Regions from separate parts of the Canis lupus genome. Here region 1 is linked to region 2. A link is a contact called in public Hi-C data. All regions are on one chromosome and are shown on one strand. The core of a region is the stretch at or near the end of the contact, and the rest is flanking DNA. Distances in the headings are between cores, read along the strand shown.

Region 1 (4,849 bases), core at 728-3,227, 180 kb before region 2:
AGATAAAGTGTTTAGTAGGGGACGGGGCTTGATAAATAGTAGCTATCATTATTGTCCCAAGGAGGAAGAGCAAGTTAGATTTGGGAAAAAAAAAAGTGTATTCAGCAAGTCTGTAGCTATGGTTTTGTATTGATATACACAGGTGTATGTGTATATACGTGCATGTGATAACACATCTCTAGGTCTATGTAGTGTAGGAATTAGAAGGGAACAAGACTCTTTAAATTTTTTATATACATAAATAGAACATTTTATATACATAAATAGAACATACACATGCACACCCAATTTAATAATTATAAGTTTTTTTTAATTTTTATTTATTTATGATAGTCACACACAGAGAGAGAGAGGGAGGCAGAGACACAAGCAGTGGGAGAAGCAGGCTCCATGCACCGGGAGCCCGACGTGGGATTCGATCCCGGGTCTCCAGGATCGCGCCGTAGGCCAAAGGCAGGCGCCAAACCGCTGCGCCACCCAGGGATCCCCCATTTAATAATTATAAAACAAATATCCATAGTATTACCATCTAGGTTAAGAAATAGATCATAGCAGCACCCTGACACCTTGAATGGCCTCCATTTTAGCTTCAAGGAACTACTCTCCTGACTTTTGCTTTTTAAAAAAGATTTTATTTGAGGGAGAGAGAGAAAGAGCAAGCATAAGCAGGAGGAGCAGCAGAGGGAGAGGAGAAGCAGGCTCCCTGCTGAGAAGAGAGCCCTATGATGTGGACCTGGATCCCAAGGACCCTGAGATCATGACCTGAGAGGAAGGCAGACGCTTAATTGACTGAGCCACCCAAGCACCTTGATTTTTGCTTTATGGTTTTACCACCTGCACATACCTCACTCTCTTCACTTTCTTTTTTTTTTTTTTTTTGGTGTGCTTTTGAAATTTACATTAATGAAGTCATACTTTGTTCTATTGTCATTTCATTCGGCATTGTTTCAAAACTCATTATATCATTATGTTTAACTGTATTTATTCCTTTTCATTAATGTATGAAAACACCACCATATAAAAATTATACTTTGTGCTGCTGATAGACATTAGCGTTGTTTCCAGGTTTTTTTTTTTTTGCCATTATGTCATACAATACTATTTGTACATTCCTGTGCATATGAGACATGGAATGTGTTTATCTTCAACTTTATCCAATAGAACCAAACTTTTTTAAGAGACTGTGCTAATTTATAGTTCCATCTCCTGCGTTTAACTGATTTTAAAATGTCCTTTCAGGGCACCTGGGTGGCCCAGTGGTTGAGCGTCTGTCTTTGGCTCAGGTCATGATCCCAGGGTCCTGGAATCGAGTCCTGCATTCAGCTCCCTGATTTCCCGAAATAACAAGTACTTCAACTTTAGGCCACTTTAAGGAACAAAGAAGACCAGAGCAGCCTGGCTGCCTTCCTTCTCGCGGGTGGCTATGGAAGCAGAGGACAGAGCCCCCCCCCCGTAACCTCCCCAGGGATCCTGGACACCCAAACAGACACATCCTTAAACGCAGCATGCTGCTTAACCGCCAATTTCTTTTTTTTTTTAAATGATAGTCTTCTTTTTTTTTTTTAATTTATTCATGATAGTAACAGAGAGACAGAGAGAGAGAGAGAGAGGCAGAGACACAGGCAGAGGGAGAAGCAGGCTCCATGCACCGGGAGCCCGACGTGGGACTCGATCCTGCGTCTCCAGGATCGCGCCCTGGGCCAAAGGCAGGCGCTAAACCGCTGCGCCACCCAGGGATCCCTTAACCGCCAATTTCAAACTCCCAGGAGCTGCCCCGCAGGGTTTCTCCTTCCCCGTTTCCCATTGGTCACGAGTCGGAGGAAGACACAATCTGATTGGTTCTCCCTTCCACTTCCTCTTTCCTTTTAAGGACTTTGGGTGGGGCCTGGCTGGGACGCAGAGGGTCGTCCTAGGAGCGGGCACTCTGATTGGCTGGGGCACGGCTGAGACCCGCCCATGCCGTTCGCTAGGTTCAAACGCGGCGGCGGGAGGCGCGGGGCGGAGCAGAACGCGGACTGGCGGGGTCGGCGGAGCGTGAGTCCGAATCCCGCACGCCCATTTCCCCCCACCCCACTCTGCGAGGCCGGGGGGAGGGCCGCTTCCAGTCACACGAGTCCCGGCTTTCCTTCCCGCTGTGGGGTGGGCGGGGTGGGTGGCGGTGCCGCCCCCAGGGCTGCCGGGGCGGGGGCGCGGGGTGGCCCTCGGCTGGCGATGCGCGCCCCCCTCCTAGGGAGCCGAAGGGTCTGCAGGTGGTGCCCGGGGCAGAAGGAATTGCACCCGTCTTAAGCCGGGTGGGGTCCCTTGCGTGCTCCTGCGCTGTTCCGTCTGCTGGAGTGTCCTCCCTCACGCTCTCGGTATCCGCAGTCACCTGCGTCCCGCCCCTTTCCCGGTGCTGCAGCCTCTCTCCCCTCCGCGGCGGGGTCAGGGAAGCCCAGGTCCTGCCTCGGTGCTTGGGCCCCGGCTGTTCCGCTGTTCCTGGGCGCCGCACGCTTTGCTTGCCTCCCCCGCCCATCAGCAAGGCTCACTGCTTACCCACTTGCTTCAAACGTTACCTTCTCAGTGTAGTCTACTGTGGCTACACTGTTAAAAAAATGCGGGCACACACCAATTACCCTTATTTCCCTCTCTCTTTTTTAGAACTCTGTAGCGCCTATTACTATCTAACATACTGTGTAATTTGCTTATTTCAATCATTCATTTCAATAAGTCTTCATTAGCACCTGCTACTTGCCAGGCTCTGTGTTTCTGCTCTTGTGGAGCTTACATTATCCACGGAGCAGAATAATAAATTTATTTGTAAGTAAGAGAATATGTCAGATGAGTGTATTACCTCTTGTTACAGTGGGCAAATAATCCGCTTTGTAATGTCCATTGCCAGACTGAACTTTCCAAGACTTGTTTCATAGTGGTTGGTTTTCACCTTCCTATCCCTGACATCTTGAGGAAGATAGGATCTTTCAAGCTGTTCGTCCTCAAATTGGCAGTAAACACTTGACCTTCTATGTCTCTTCCCTGTTAGGGAGATGTTGAAGTTCAAGTATGGAGCACGGAATCAAATGGACGCTGGTGCTGCTGAACCCATTGCCAGCCGGGCCTCCAGGCTGAATCATTTCTTCCAGGTAACAGTCTGCCAACTCTGTTCATCTGTGTTTGTTTCCTTGGAACCTTCTTGTCACTTTTATTCTTATTATAGGGCTGAGGCTAATCTAGGAGTGGGTAGCTGAACTTGGCCTTAAAGGGAGATAATTTGGGTAGACCGGATGGCTCAGCGGTTTAGTGCCGCCTTCGGCCCAGGGCATGATCTTGGAGACCTGGGATTGAATCCCACGTCGGGCTCCCTGCATAGAGCCTGCTTCTCCCTCTGCCTGTGTCTCTGCCTCTCTCTCCTCTCTGTGTTTCTCATGAATTTAAAAAAAAAAAAATCTTAAAATCTTAAAAAAAAATCCTTAAGAAAAAAAGTGAGATAATTTTTATCATTTCTCACATGTTACACATCGTATTAAGGTTTGTCCTTTTGTTAAAGAAAGAAAAACACAGTCTTTTGGCCAAAATTACTGTAGAATTTCTTTTCATTCAAGAGATCTTTGTTTTTTTAAAAATATTTTATTTATTTGAGAGAGGGAGAACATGAGCAGGGGGGAGGGGGCAGAGGGAGAAACAGACTCCCTGCTTAGCCGAGAGCCCGATGTGGAGCTCTATCCCAGGACCCTGAGATCATGATCTGAGCCGAAAGCAGATGCTTAACTGGCTGAGCTACCCAGGTGCCCCTAAGAGATCTTTATTTAAGAAAAAAACCAAAACAACCCAGACTTGTGAAACTCCATAGTCTGCTCAAGATATAGAGCCTTTCAATCCCCCCACTAGTGTTAAAGCTTAATATCAGGAAATAATTCCCAGTAGATTTTTAATTCTTTTGTTTTTGACGTAGGTGAAACATCGTTGATGTAGAAATCCTTGTTCGATTTATGTATTCACAAGTCAGGCGGTCAGCATAGGTAGTGGTGTCGAGCTGGGTTTGAATCCTGGCCCCAGCGCTTGTTAGCTGTGTTACCTGGGGTGACTCCGTTGCCTTCTCTGCATCCATTTGCCACTCTGTCAAATAGAGGTTATAGCACCAAATTCACAAGGTTATCATGAGGATTAAATGAGATAATTTATATTAAGCGCTTATTAGTTATAATACTGATCAATTTATGTTTACTTAGCAATAATTATATTTAGGAAGGTGTTTATGCAAGGATACCTGTACAATGATAAATACTGATACTTTCTTGATGACATTTCCCCCAAAAATATTGGTATTGGGGAATGTCCAAACAGCTCAGAATGGAGACAGATCGAAAGCTTAGGTTGTGGTGTTAGGACCATTCCTGTTACGGTTTTAAGTCATGAGATATTTTTCAAAAATGAATAGTTTGTCCCTAACTGTAGGTGACTGGAGTGCTGCTGTGCTTTAGTTTCTTTACATTTAACTCCAAAACTTTTCCAATTTATTACAAAATTGACTAAAGGCATTATACTGTGCTCCATATATAATAATTGTGGCTTCCAATGTGCTGGGTACAGAACCAGCATGCTCCTGATTATCTTACTTCAGCTTCATAACGGACGTAAGGACTATTCTTATTTACATTTTAAGTAGGAAGAGACAGATACTGAAGGAGGCAAGGACTTGCCCAGGATCACGCAGCTTGTAAGTGACAGAGCCAGGTTCCATTTTTATTCTGACAACAGAGGCTGGGCATGTAACCACTGGCAACGCTGCCAGCATATGTCAGAGTTTATTAAGTGTGTATTATATTTAAATGTCATTATAACAGTAAGGGTTGGGGGTAAATCCCCGGTTTAT
Region 2 (4,709 bases), core at 2,152-4,651:
CTGAAGTCAAAGACGTCTGTGAAATACTCATAACTGAGAGATGTTTTCTTCTAAGCGTGCTCTAAACCTAGAGACTAACTGGGTGTGGGGTGTGAACCTTGTGAATTACTAAGCAAAATTATTTTCCATTCAGCATCTATTTTATAAAACTATCCTTTTCTATTCCCCATTTAGAAACCAGAGTATCCCTGAATTAAGACAAATACGTGAATACTGCCCAGGCAATTACCTTCTTGTGAGGGGAAGTTTACTCCAGTTGTTGAAGGACCCAGATAAGTAAACTTCCTTTCCGCCTCCCGTCCATCGAAATACTGTTGGCCGAGCCTGGGCCGGGGCTTTATCATTCACTTCCAGATCGTGCTGCCAGGCCAGGAATTCCTCCTTCTCTGGAGCCTAGAAACAGAACAGTTTGCTGAGGGACAGGAAGCCACTAGTGAGCTCCCTACAATAGATAGGTACTCTAATGTGGACAATTCATTCTAAAGAGGCAGCAATTACTACTTAGGTTCATATTTAAGCTCATTAACTTGATAGCTGTGCCTTGCTCTCCCCACTTGCAAAACGGACCTAACAAAAGCAATCGTTTCTTACAGTTGGGAAAGACTGAATGAGAGGGTCCATATAAAACGCTCTGCGTAGTGTCTGACACACAGTAAGTACTTAATAATTATGAGCTGTCAATACTGTTACTAAAGAGATCTACACCAAAACATTAGGAGAAATTGCAGAACTCACTTGGAGGAGAGTGCAATGAATTCAAGACCAGATTGGTAAATGTCATTCATTTTTCTTCCCTTAATTAACAAGATTTGAAGTACATGAAAATTTATCAGGGACAATTCCAGAGCTGTCAACTGGAAAACTCATAAATCTAGATTCTAAGGGAAAAAATATTTAAAGTGACGTCCAAGACACTGGGAAAAAAAGGTAAGACCATAGTCTCTGACCCTCTGTATGGCAAACAGAAACTTCTAGAGCAGAAAGTGCTATGTAACTGAGGTATTGCGAAATAAGAGAGAAATAAACACACCCAACTCTGGGTGAAATATATGTGCTTATGGATCTTTTACATATTTCCTAGTCAGAAGCCAAAGACATTAAAAGAGCAGGAATTCCAGGCTGGGAGAGACACTTAAAGGTGTTGCTGAGCGAGCTTTTAAGACCTTCACTTCAAATACTGACTGGAGCTTATCTTAAATGACACTTGCATTCTTTAAAGATTGAACAAGATCTACAGATTAAAGAATAAGGACTGGAGTCCCCTGCCACTGAGAAGGTGATAACTAACCACAGCCAAAATGGTGAAGTAGTGTAGCTAAAATAATCCACAACTTTTTTGGGGAGTTTCAGGCATTCAATCCAGTGAGTCTGCTGCATCATTTTAGTAACTTTGGAAAAAGTGATAATGGACACTATCTAAAATCAAGAAATTATCCAGAGATCCTCTGTATGCTAAACGTTTCTCGTAGGAATTTTGGAAGAGCAACAACAGCTACTTCTCGAAGAAAGTAGTTTGGTTCTTAAGGTGTCTTCAATAGCTGTCCTTAGGCCACAATTATTTCTAGGGGAAAGGATGTCAATCACTGGAGAAACAAGATTCCAAAGTTCACTTCGTACGGAGCTCCTCAGGAATGCAATGAAAATCACAAAGCAGGTGCAAATCACAGGACAGACGGCCCAGTAAAAGCAGACTCCCTAGAGTGAGACTCAAAGCCAAAAATCCAAGTGAGGATTTAAGATAGTAATGTGATCACCAAGCCCAACATCTGAGAAAAAAAAAATATGAGTAAAGGTGGAATGAGTTGCCAGGCAATTAGCCAAATGGGCAATGATGACTAATATGCATGATTGATGATTAATGTACTAACAGAGAATATACTGGGCTGGGGAGACACCTTGATTCTTCCTAAAACTACTCTGTGGCATTGTCCTTACGGGATCAGTTCTTCCCTTCTTAGGATATACCACATGCTTATCAGCTGCCAAAACCACTAGGTGTCCTTGGCTTTGGTGACCAGGCCTGGGCCCTGCAGCTGGAAACACAAGACCCCATCAGGTGGTTAAGAGAGATGTGGCTGAAGCAGGAGTCAAGACTCATCTTCAAAGTTTTGATGAATTAAAGCAGATTAGGGTAGGATGTCCAAATCTGGCCTGCAAAAATATTTGCTTTGGTCTGTTTAAAATATGAAGTCCTACTTACACACCAGGAGAGAGAAGGTGAGCAGCAGCTGGCTGCCCCCTTTCCAGGCTTACACTGCCCTCACCCACTGACCTCCCAAAGTGGAATTCCTTTTATAGGGACCGCTCTCAAGTAGCTCCCTGAACCAAAAGTTCCGGGAAAAACAAAACACCTCCGGCACCCGCAGGGGGCTGTGCAACTCGACTTTCAGCTTATACACGGGCTCTGGGTTGTCTCCGAAATCGACAATAAACTGCAAAACCAGCTACTAGAAAAAAAGTGCCAGGCTTTTTTTTTTTTTTTTCCTAATAAAGGTGAGGAAAGATTTCTCAAAGCTGTGAAACTAATTATACCTAAGAGGAAAGCAGAGACTGGGGCTCACCTGCTGCTAGCTCAACGATCTTAATTAATTAAGGATCTGAAACGCCTGTCCCAGCGCTGCTTTCTCCTTAATGATGTTAAACGAAGTTAGTGCCTCCTCCCTCGGGGTGACTGTCTCATCGGTAATTAGACACAGGTTCCTGGACTGCTAAGAGGGCTCTTACAGGGCCATCTGGCTTTTAAGCGCACGGAGTGAAGCATCACCTCCGTCCCACCTGCGATGGGTTTTAATTAAGAGGGGACGCGGCGGGGACTCTAGCAGAGGGCTCCTCCCCCTCAGTATTAGTCAACGAGGGCCGGATCCCCGCCGCCCCCACCTTGATTTCCTCGGAGTGGAAGAGGTCGGCGTCCTCGGGGCTGTCCATCAGGATCTTGGGCCTGTCCCCGTCCTTGGCGCCCCCCGAGCTGTCCCTTCGCGGCGTCTTGTGGCCGCCCTGCCGCTCCAGCGCGGCCCGCTCGCTGCTCGTGTTGCCCATGGCGGGGTCTCCGGGGACACCGGGAAGCCGGACCGGGCCTCACTCCAGGGAAGGGGCCGGGGACTCCGGCAACCAGCGGGTCACAAGCAGGTCACTCCTCCCCGCCCCCCGCGGAAGGAGTCGGAGCCCCAAGTGCCACACCCCTCAGGCGAGGGTTCCGGGCCGGCAGCCGGCTCGAGGCGGGTGAGAAGGACGGCGACGCTTCCCTACCTCGCTGAACCCAAATCTCCCGAAAATACCTCGGCACTTCCCCGACAACTCCCCCCACCTCTTAGCAACTTCCGCTTCCGGCGCGTCCGCGAGTCACCGGGGATCCGGAGTGGGGGCGGTGGCGGCCGGCGAAGCGCACGGGGCTAACTCGACCTCAGTTCCGCTTCCGGTCCGGCTTGGCTCGGTCGCCGCGCTCTGAGGAGGCCTCCGCCCGCCTCGGAGCGCGCAGGCGCAGTCGGCCGCTAGGGCCAGACCCAGGACCAGCCTGCTGAAGGCCGGCAGGGGGCGTGCCAGCGCGGGGTGTCTCTGCGAAGAAGTGAGTGATGCCATTCACTATTTTATTTTTATATATATTTTTTATTTTTTTTTAAAGATTTATTTATTTATTTGAGAGACAGAGCTCACAGAGGGAGAGGGAGAGGGAGAGGGAGATGCAGACTCCTGAGGAGCAGGGAGCCGGAGGCGGGGCTCGATCCCATGACTCCGGGATCATGACCTGAGCCAAAAGCAGAGGCTTAAGGGACTGAGCCACTCAGGCACCCTACTATTAACTATTTTAGCCATCTTTGCCCACTTCCAGCTGACTCTGTACTCAGCAGCCAAAAATGTTGTTAAGGTGCTAATCTAATTAAGAGACTCATCGTATTAAAGCCCGTTAATGCGCTAGCTCCCAGGGCTGTGAGTGCCTTAGACTCGCTGCCTGCATAAAATGCAGATTCCCCGGCTCGAAGCCCCAGAAATTATGATTCCAAAGCTCTGGAGTGGGTTCTGCATTTTAATAAGCACTCCAGGTGATTCTGAGGCAAGTAGCCTTGCAGGTGTTTGAGAAAATGACAGACCATAAGAGTTTTGGAAATTTCTCGCAACTGAAGGGTCATAAAACTCTGGAGTTATTAGTGTATTTTTATTTTTTAATTTAAAAAATATTTATTTGTTTGTTTATTTATTTATCCATGAGAGATGCACAGAGAGAGGCAGAGGGAAAAGTAGGCTCCTTGTGGGGAGCCCCATGGGGGCTGGATCCCAGGAACTGGGATCGCCACCTGAGCCAAAGGCAGATAGATGCTCAACCACTGAGCTACCCAGGTGCCCTTAGTAGTATATTTTTAAAAAATTGAGTGCACAGCCTTTTGGTAGATAATATTGAAAGATATTTTATAACCACTTTGGTCACATAATTCTGCATAAAATTAACTTACTAGCGTTTGTCACTTATTGTGGCCAGTGCTTTAGCACACATTGTGGTCCTAAAATATTCTAATCTTGCTGTCAGCCACTGTCATGGCTTTTTTTCGGGGGTGGAGGGGGTTTTTTGTTCTTGTTTTTGCTTTTTGTTTTGCATGTGAGTATCTCAAAAATACTTTGTACTTGCTGGGCCAGCAACCATCTATTTGATACCTCCAAAGTGCCAGGCACTGTGCTAAGAAAATGGGAGAGATATGACTGAGAAATGGTCTCCTGGA

Evidence for each region. A called contact is a pair of places that touch in the nucleus more often than the background predicts.
Region 1: a Hi-C map of blood shows a contact between it and region 2, with 4 times the contacts expected there. The contact joins the promoter of CIT here to the promoter of PRKAB1 in region 2. A contact is called at or near these places in 2 of 9 Hi-C or Micro-C datasets (amygdala and blood).

Annotation. Positions count from the first base shown.
Region 1 is chr26:16,230,341-16,235,189 of UU_Cfam_GSD_1.0, reverse strand. CIT (citron Rho-interacting kinase) reads left to right here and starts at 1,977. Exons shown (of 47, transcript XM_038575288.1): 1 at 1,977-2,034; 2 at 3,020-3,119. The coding sequence starts at 3,024.
Region 2 is chr26:16,052,008-16,056,716 of UU_Cfam_GSD_1.0, reverse strand. PRKAB1 (5'-AMP-activated protein kinase subunit beta-1) reads right to left here and starts at 3,401. Exons shown (of 7, transcript XM_038575277.1): 1 at 2,878-3,401; 2 at 230-393. The coding sequence starts at 3,036.